Linked DNA regions of Danio rerio: region 1 is linked to region 2. Evidence: chromatin contacts called from public Hi-C data. All regions are on one chromosome and are shown on one strand. The core of a region is the stretch at or near the end of the contact, and the rest is flanking DNA. Distances in the headings are between cores, read along the strand shown. Region 1 holds the start of chchd3a (coiled-coil-helix-coiled-coil-helix domain containing 3a). Region 2 holds the start of nrf1 (nuclear respiratory factor 1).

Evidence for each region. A called contact is a pair of places that touch in the nucleus more often than the background predicts.
Region 1: a contact with region 2 is called in a Hi-C map of hematopoietic stem cells, with 5 times the contacts expected there. The contact joins the promoter of chchd3a here to the promoter of nrf1 in region 2. A contact is called at or near these places in 1 of 18 Hi-C or Micro-C datasets (hematopoietic stem cells) and 1 of 4 datasets of contacts at active chromatin or transcription factors (embryo).

Annotation. Positions count from the first base shown.
Region 1 is chr4:16,183,301-16,188,567 of GRCz12tu, forward strand. It overlaps chchd3a (coiled-coil-helix-coiled-coil-helix domain containing 3a), which reads right to left and starts at 3,754. Exons shown (of 9, transcript NM_214804.2): 1 at 3,516-3,754; 2 at 1,078-1,345. The coding sequence starts at 3,596.
Region 2 is chr4:15,682,847-15,688,266 of GRCz12tu, forward strand. It overlaps nrf1 (nuclear respiratory factor 1), which reads right to left and starts at 3,862. Exons shown (of 11, transcript NM_131680.2): 1 at 3,768-3,862; 2 at 1,489-1,738; 3 at 463-577. The coding sequence starts at 1,711.

The DNA.
Region 1 (5,267 bases), core at 2,504-5,003, 500 kb after region 2:
GCAGCTTTAGGCTGTGACTGAAGTCAGTTGTAGTTTTATGTTTCTCCTCTGTGTTTCTGCTTATTAACAGCAGGTGTTCATCATCAGTGCTCAATCATCACCCAACTAATCCTTTCATTGTCTCACTAACAAATAATCATCATACCCTGTGAAAATCTCTATCTTTACTTACATTTCAAAAGACCTTTGGGATAAACCACAGGTTAGGAGAAGACTTCAAAAACATTTCATATGCTGGAAACATTTTTGACAATGTGATTTGATTCCAGGTTGAATGACAGGTAAAGTAATTATTTTCAAGGGGGTATGATGAATAATTATAAAATAAGATTTCTTTTACTGAACTGGGATGTTACTAACTTGATAAAGATAAAGCTAAGCTAAACATTCCCCTGTTTAATTCAAATATACCCATTTATAACCATTTATTTTGTTGTATGGTTCTGTGCAACAATATAGAATATTACGGTACTATTTGCAGGTTATAACAGTCCAAAGCACTTTACTCAAGGAAAATTGCTGTCGCTCAGTTCCACCCACGCAGAAGTTTGAATTCCATAGAATTACCTACAATGACTTGATGCGTGATATTACATACTTGTATTAAGTGTACAAACACATTCAGAGTGTGTACAAGATGCAATTTACTCAAAGAGTATCATTAACGCTCATGAATGACAAGCACTGAAGGGCAAAATACTTCAAGAAGTACTACTTATGTTACAGAATAACCCAACTCACCGGTTGGAGGTGGTGGTGCTGTTGGAGAAACCACAGGTTGATCTACAGTCAAAGGAGGCTGCAGGGCAGTTTGGGCAGAGGAAGGGGGTTCAGGAGGAGGGGAAGGGGCGGTTAGTTCCACAGGTAGATCAGAAGCAGGTTTAGTGATGGGACAGGTAGGAATAGACTCTAAAGGGGCGGCAGGTGTGAAAAGCTCAAAAGCAGGGGGAGCGGTGACAGAATCAGCAATGGGAGGAGAAGGAGTGAGTGTGGAAGAAGGAGGTGAAGCAATTATATCCACAGGTGGAGATGCTGTAAGAAGCTCAGATGCTGCAGCAGGTGGAGCAATGGACTCACCTGCAGGGGTTGATAAAACACCCACTGATTCAAGAGGTGGAGGAGGAGGAGGAGGTGCAGGAGTGGTCACTTGCTCAGGGAGTTTTACCCGCTCTGGCAAGGAAGGGGGTGGATGGAGAGTGACAGGGTCAGGTGGAGGAGGAGATATTGGCACCAGTGCTGGCAGAGGATCAACCACAGGGGGAGAAGCAGGAGGGGGCCTGCTGGGAACCCGGGGGCTCGGTGGGCCTGAGGGTTCCCTCATGCGGTCGATGACCTTCTCGGAGAGCTGAAAATGAAAAAGGATAATTAATTAACTTATTTATTTTGCGTTTTGGGATAGTACATCAGGTTTAGTTTCATGGTATATATATATATATATATATATATATATATATATATATATATATATATATATATATATATATATATATAAATAATGAAGAGTGAGATATATTTAACACTATTAATTTAGTCAAACATTTCTATATATTTTCAAGTTTAGTCATTTTATTTTTCCACTTTAAATTTGCAAACATTATTTACGTAGTTACACAATTATTGTTTGCATTTCATATTTTGTTTCAATTTCTCTGGATAAATAGAGATGAAAGGAATATTTGGAAATTATTAGGTCTTCTTTTTTTACATGAATTTAATGTGACTAATTCAAATATTCTACAACAACTACTACAACTACTAATCCAAACAATAAAAAATAAAATAAATTACATGTATAATAACAACAAGTATTATTATTATACTATTATTATACTATTATTAAAAAAACTAAATAATGATAATTATAAGAAGAATTAGAATTAAAAGAATTAGAATTAAAGAAGAATTAGAACTAGAAGAAGAAAAAAAGAAAAACTACCTATAACAGTATATGTCATCACTGTCCTACCCAAAACATCTGCATTAAATAAACTAAAATGTCACAAAGTTATGACTAGGGATGCTCCGATCAATCTTGCGGAGATTGGTATCGGCCAATAATCACATTTTATGACTCGATCGGTACTCGCCAATCTGGCCGATCTCATGAACCGGTCGCAGGTGTTTATTTACGAGTTTACTAAACGTACTAGTTGGAGAGCAAAACTCGAATGGCCTTGATGTATTTAGGCTATATTACATATGTAAGAACTGAAAGTTCTGTGCTTTTGACAATATTGCAAGTTCACTAAAACCTGACTGCACATTTTATAGAATTAAAAATTCCAAACATTCCTGTTTTGTTTATTTTTATCTTTGCTTAAATTTATTTGTCAATGCTTGTTTTTGGTATAATATATTGTATGCAGATGTACTCCCCTACAAAATCATCCCAATCAAATTGAAATTAATGAATTGTTTCCAGATTTATTCATTTCATTAGTTGAATTTATACTCATTATCGCAATATTTATTTCAGAAATAAATTATAATAATACAGACTAAATAATACTAATAAAAAATAATTGTTTCATTTCAAGCCAGTTTAAAGCATTTAGAGAAAAGAAATTATAGAGGGCGTCACGGTGGCACAGCGGGTAGCACGATCACCTCACAGCAAGAAGGCCGCTGGTTCGAGCCAAAATCATTCCGCATAAATCCGCAGATTTTGAACAAATTTTGTGCAAAAATAGCAAAAATGTGCACAGATTCCATCTGGTCCTAGTTATAGGGACATGTTTAAGGCAGCATCTTTTATTTATTCTCTTAGGTAACGCGAGATCTCCACTTAAGTATCATACTTAGAGGTAAAATGTGCATTATGCATTATAAAGCTTGACGCATCAGAATCGGCACTCTATATCAGTCGATCACCATGACAAGAAATCGGTGCTTGGTATCGGCTGCAAAAATCTTGACTGGAGCATCCCTAGTATAAGCTATCATTATAATTATACATAATTATAATTAATTATGTATAAGCTAATTATCAATCATTTCAAAGTGTATGTATAATTGCACTTTCTTTAGGCTTGGTTTAAAATGCAATTCTGAGTTGTTTATGAAACAAAATGTCCTTGCTTACATCTCACGTTGCCTAATAAAGGTTAAAGATGCTGGTATTCCCCAAAAAGTCGTTTAATAAAATCTAATAATAGCACTAATATGACATAAATAGTTGTATGAAGGGTGACCTAGACAGTATATGATAGTTATGGGGTGAGGTAGGGTTTGGGGTCACAGTGCTGTTATTGTTGACATTGTGATGCTTGAACTGCAACAGGTTTCTACAAAATATTTTCTCTCAGGTCAAGAATTGCTTACAAAATAAACTGTATGGCAGCTTTACTTGGTTAGCTGAAGTAAGAAGTGTTCAATCAGGGTCAGAATGTTTATCCAGTTAGATAAGTTAAGACTATTAGAGGCCTTCATTGCGATCACAGTAGGTGAATTAAAGGCGTGCGTCAGTTTGATGTGCGTTTGACAGGTGGAGGAGAACAGACGTGTGTGTCACTCACCCTGATGCCCTTCACTATCGTTATGTTGTCATTCTCATCCGACTCAAAAGACACACGGCGCGTGCTGTTGTTAGCTCCCATTCCCGCACAAGCAAGCCCGCTGGTGTTTGGCCAGCTACTTCATGTAAATGTGTTCAGTATGAACTCCAGAAAGTTGACAGCTCTCTGGTTATGTTACGCGCGAACGCCAGGGCCAGAAACAAACAGAGCTTCCGCCTTTAGCCCCTCCCACCTCGCACAGGGAAAGAAAGACGATTCTCATTGGTTCTGGGCATGTGCTTGGTTTTTCCATTCGACAACATTTTAGATAAACCTTTTGGATTTCAAATAGGTTTAGGATTTATTTATTTACGCAAAGGGAATGCAATTATGGAGTACGAAACCTGCAAAACTATAAATAAATAAATAAATATGCAAAAAAATAAAGAAATAAATTAGAAAATAAATTAATAAATTCCTGCATAAATAAAACAATAAACAAAAAAAAACATGCAAATATATAAATAAATTCATAAATTACTGCATAAATAAAATAATAAATATTCAAATATATAAATAAATGAGTTAATAAACCCCTAAATTTCTGCATAAGTAAAATAATAAATATGTAAATATATAAATAAATCAGTAGTTAAATTCCTAAATTCCTGCATAAATAAAACAATAAATAAATACATATGCAAATATATAAATAAATGAGTAAATTCCTGTATAAAAATGAATAAATTAATAAATAAATATTCAAATATATAAATAAATGAGTAAATCCCTACATAAACAAAATAATAAATACATAATGAGTAAATAAAACCATAAATTCCTGCACAAATATATAATAAATAAAGAAATAGGCAAATATATAAATAAATGAGTAAATAAATCCATATATTCCTGCATAAATATAATAATAAATAAATAAAAATGCAAATAAATGAATTAATGTATATAAAAATCCAAAAATTCCAGAATAAATAAATAAATATATAAATAATTAGTAGTGCGGGCAGGTAAACAATTTATTAAATTACACGAATGTTATGGGAATAAGAAAATGCTAAACTTAAAGTGTATATAAAAGCAAATATGATATGATATGATATAATATGATATGATATGATATGATATGATATGATATGATATGATATGATGTGATGTGATGTGATGTGATGTGATGTAATATAATATAATATAATATAATATAATATAATATAATATAATATAATATAATATAATATAATATAATATAATATAATATAATATAATATAATATAATATAATATAATATAATATAATGCTTTTTTTTCAAATGATTTGAGGTTGTTCAAAACATTTTAAAAATCCATTTTTGCAACAAACTTAATATCTATTTTAACTGTTAATGCATCCTGTCTAACAGTAACTTGAAGAAATATGCACCTGAGTTCTATGTGTCAAATGGGAGCCGTGGGCATTTAGAGACATGGGTCTTCTGTCCTTTAGTGGGTGGCTGTCTTTGTCTACATGCCCTCAGATGTCATCACGACAACCTTTTATCCTGCACGAGGTGATGAGAAATAACCTCAGTCTCGTGTCATCAGCAAAGGACAGTAGATTGGTCAGAAATGATGGGCCTCAGAGGAAGCCGATAAGAACTTCTGGACCTGACTAGGCTCAGAGGAGCTAAAAGAAAAATAACCTCAGAGTCTCCATGATTGTTTCCTTTTTTGAAGGGGCACAAAATTGGCCACTATGTTATCTCTGCTGTCCACGGAC
Region 2 (5,420 bases), core at 2,612-5,111:
AAGTCAGAATTATTAGCACCCTGTTTATTTTTCCCCCAATTTCTGTTTAACGGAGAGAAAAAATGTTCAACACATTTCAAATCATAATGATTAAATAACTATAATACTATATATATATATATTATATTATTACAATATAAAAAGTATATTTTTGCAACAAGAAATTTAAATTATGTTGTCAAAGTCAAAAATAAATGTAAAATGTAAATGAAAAAACAAATTTATAACAACACTGTCAAAACCCATTTTAACATATAGAAGTTTTGGGTAAAGAAAAATGTAAATATAAGATAATAGAACCAAACACATTCAAAATATAACAAAAAATATAACAAATTAAAACAGAAAAACAATAATAAAGACTAAAATATTGGGCATTACAATACAAAAACAAACTAATAATAATATGTATGTTGTTTTATTCATGATATATTATTTTTAATGAAAAAAAAAAAAGTTTACCTAAGCAGGCGCGTCTGTTGTCTTTTACGGATTGAAGGATTTGATTCAAAGATGTGAGGCCTTTTACGCTTCTTTCCTGTTGCCACAGCGGCAGCTGCTGCCATGCCAACAGGCCCTGAAAAAGAAAAATCAGCTGTTTTTAGACATACAGTATCAACCAGAAAAATCATTTTATAAAACCCCTGTTCAATCTTGAATGGGCTCTATGCACACCTAGTGTTTTTCAGCCAAAGATAAACCTTCGGTGAAAGCTTAATGTGACTATTTTCAATTTCACAAGGTTACTTTCACAGCATCGACGTTGTAATGTAATTACAATACATTCAGTTAAATAGACTTAAGTATTTATTTAGTTGTTCAAGCGTAAATTGAGATGAACGACCGAGTAGCCCTGTCAGGATCAGCAGGCTAGCGCAGAAACTCCATTGAAAATAATGGAGTGAAATAAATTGTCATATTTTAAAGGCATGGCAGTGGGAAATTGAATTTAATGCAGTGCTTCCTGTCCGGACTGAGACCCACTTTATATTGTATACCTATCAGGCAGTGAAGATCGCTGATTTTTAAAGAAATCAGATCTTAATTGCGCCAATTTTGTAATGGAAAGACTGAAATCTCTAGGGCTGGCAAGCTGAATATTAAAAGTCTGTGTGCATATAGCCCATTATAGGACTATTTATGGTTTAAGTGCACCATCTAGTGGTCTGTCTAATCACTAGCAGTCACTGTGCTGCTATTTATGACCAGTTTAGTCATATCATTTATTAAAGTCAATAGTCATTAGTGTCTGAATTTGCTGCATCCCACACACCAATATTTTAGCCAATCACAAAAGAGAAATCACTGTCTGACCATCAGAGAATAACCATGGATATGACTTTCAACAATATATTTGTGTGTGTTAGTACCATTTGTTCGCTTTTGGCATCTGATTGAGCCTTTCAACCCAGAATCTGTGATGCATGATATATTAGACTAACTCAAACAAGTAAATTTTCATAAGAGGCAGCATGTGCAGAAATCTACCAGCAGCAGCCAGATGTGCGGTGACTTCATCTGTTCCAGTTGAATTGAGGATGTCGGAGTCATCATAAGCATCATCGTCAGGCGAGGAGGGCGAATCCTCGTCGGCGCTCAGCATGCCATGCTCTGTGTATGTGGCGACGTGCACCTGCCCGACCTGCTGAGAGACGGCGTGGGCCTCGATAGTGGTCATATGCTCCGTCTGATGCACCGTATGGTCTTCCATCACCCGATACAGTTTCACTCAAACACACTGAGACACGCACACACACAAACAAGATATTAGCACACAGATTGACTTGCGTTCATAGTTGTATTCAAGTGTCAAACTGAGTATGTTGTGAAGTGTTAGGCATGCATTGTAATTTGTATTTTCATTTAAAATACACATAAAATATGAGACACGTTGCATTATATTATAATAACAAACTCGCATTTTACTAATAAATATATACTGTGAATCCCTATTATAATGTATACCGTTAATATGACGCGATTGCGATTCATGTGTTTTGTATATTAAAACAGCACAACAAAACATTTCACTTTGGGTCAATACAGGTGAAATGGGCAATGACAAAATGTGTCCGAAATCAAGCTAAAACATTTGGTTAATTAAATGAATCCCCTTTGGCTGCTAACAATACACTATGGTTAAAACGGAGCATAATTTAAATAGGATCAGGCACGGATGGAGAACATAAATACAGAAAACTGGTTCCTTTTACTTCTTAAAACATAATGTTTTGTGATTAGCGACAGGTATTCATTTAGTTTTGCCTGTTTAGTAACTAGTATATGATCAATTGATACTATAGACAATAGACAAAAACATTGGTTTCAGCTAAAAATAAACTTTAATATTGTTTATTTTCATCACCAAATGTACAATTGTGTATGAACTAAGTTGTAAATGTATATTTTATTTTCACAGACTTCAATATTATTATTGTTTTAAACAATCAATCCAGTAGGGGGCACAAAAGATTACTTGAAATCAATATACGTCCCCCTTATATTTAACTTTTTATTTATATACAAACAGTAATGTTTGGCAAATATAGATGGAGTAAGACATACTGACATCCTAGCATTCACCTAAAATAATTAGCAATTTTTTTTAATGTTGTTAACTGCATATATACACGATCAGTACAGTTTTGCAATGTGCAATCATTAAAAAAAAATACATCAGGATTATTTACACCCAGAAGTTATTTTGTTTTTTAGATGACACACAAACTGAACGACACAGAATAAAAACCTTTTTTAAAGTTTTTATTGAATAATAAAATATTGAAGTCTCTGACAGCAAGGAGTGTAGTTCAAACATATTACAACTTTCTAATCAATATTATTTATAGTTTTTTTAATCGTTTAAATTAAGACCGAAAGCATATGTAAAATAATTAAATAAAACGTATGTGCTATGAATGTAACGTTAGTATATAACGTGCACACGTAACGTAAGATAAATAACGTAAACCAGAAGCTAACGCAGCTAATTCATTCTGCTCAATTCAGCGACCTCAAACACTGGAATAGGTACTTTTAATGACCATATCATTAAAAAAAACATTAATATATTATACCAAAGAACATTTCAACAAACATAAACGGCCATAATAAAAGGTAGGTTTGAATATATCTGAAGCGATACAGACCGGTGTATTAGAGCATTAATAACAAACACATAAATGGCGGTTATTTTCAAATGGTGAATAAATATTACTGTAAAGAAATGGGACAGTGTGTTGGTAAAATATTAAACACTGTCGCCCATTCAACTTCTTAATGATCACAATCATTGAGATAAGCGCTAAACATCTAAAATGCTCTTTTAGATAAAATGTAAGCGAGCACCGTTGTTGACTGAGAATAAAGCGATATAAACACTCGACTGATCGATAACATTGCTAAGCTAATGCGATATAATACATGCATTCAAAATCCGATTCCGCGATCGAGCATATAGACACAAGCTATCAAGCACTGAAATCCCATTTAGCATCTGGACAAAAAACATAAGCGATTCGATTGCACATCTAAATTCAGTACGTTAGGCCAAAGGCCCGCGCCTGCGCCATGATTCTTTTTTTGCCCCAAATTGAGCGGGGTAAATAATAATTGCCATCCGGGCAAAAGTGCTCGAAATCATCTGCAGTTCTGTTTCGCATCGTCGCGATCTGCATCTGAGTGTGTGAAAGGCAAACGCTGCCGGGTTGTTTGGTGCGGCTGCGCCAGGGCTGAAATGGCTGGAGATTGCGCGGTAGGGCACTAACCTCAGAGCGGCTGCGCTACTTCGGGCCTGCGCGGTGCGGCGGAGCTGTGAACACCAGCTGCAATGGAGGACAAAGAACGAGCAGCAGAGTGCGCGCGTCCTGGGCTCAGCGACTGATGCGCGGTCACGAGCGAAGTGCACAGAACAAACCCCGCCCCTCCCTCTCGTGCTACACACTACTACGTGATGCAGCAGCAGCAAGTGCACACTACACTCACAGAGAGTGAGGGAATGGGTGTGGGAATGCGACATTTCCATGGCACCGATTTTTTTTTGTTTTTAACAATAATATTAATAACAATATGATAATTATATGTAATTAGATATAGAAAGATTTCATATATAAAGTTTTTGAGTCGCAACAGACTATACAAAACACCTCTAAGCTAAAATGTATAATTTAAAAAAGCTTTAAAGGTTATAGATGTTTGAATAAAGGCCTAATTTATCACTTATTAAAGAACTATATTATCAATTAGTCTAAAATGTCCATTGGAAAATATTTAAATTAGATAAAGTTACATTATTATATCTTTCCTTTGCATTATAATTGCCCATACTGCATTTACAGCATTTCATTTGTTTTATTCATATGTTCATTCGTTTATTCTTTTACAAGTTTAGGTTTTTCAAAATTTTACTTAATCTTTGTGTTTGTAATTTTTATTTATTCATTCATTTTCCTATATTGATCTGGGGTCACCACATGAACCACCAACTTATCCAGCATATGTTTTACACAGCAGATGCCCTTCCAGCTGCAACCCAGTACACGGAAACATCCATACACACTCATTCAAGCAGATACACTATGGCCAATTTATAATTAAATTCACCTACTGCATGCCTTTGAACTGTGGGTGAAACGGAGCAACACAGAGGAAATCCATGCAAACATGGGAAGAAATGCCATCCACATAGAAATGCCTACTGACCCAGCCAGGACTCAAACCAGTGACCTTCTTGCTGTGAGGCGAGTCACTGAGCCACAGTGCCACAGTGTTATTATTTTAACTGAATATTACTTTTATGAATTTGTTTGATTAGTATATTTTATTTATTTCAATGCTTTTTTCATATTTTTTTTCACAGACCACTATAGTAATCTCTTGTGGCTCACTGGGGTTCCTGAGCCAAAGTTTGAAAACAGGTTTGTGTTTAATTACAAAATAATTTCTCACAAATAATGTTTAATGTTTTTATTTAATTTTTAATATTTTTATTTAATTTATTGTTTTTATGGCAAAATTATGTGCGCATATATATATATATATATATATATATATATATATATATATATATATATATATATATATATATATATATATATATATATATATATATATATTGCTTTGTCATATTTATTTTCTGTTAAAAGGAAACATGATAAAATAATATAATATAATATAATATAATATAATATAATATAGTATAATATAATATAATATAACATAACATAACATAACATAATATAATATAATATAACATAACATAACATAACATAACATAATATAATATAATATAATATAATATAATATAATATAATATAATATAATATAATATAATACTTCATGCTGTTTACAATATAATGTAGGGAACAGGGTTGCACAGTACTATAGTAGTACCGGAATACCTTGGCTTCAAAATATGGGTG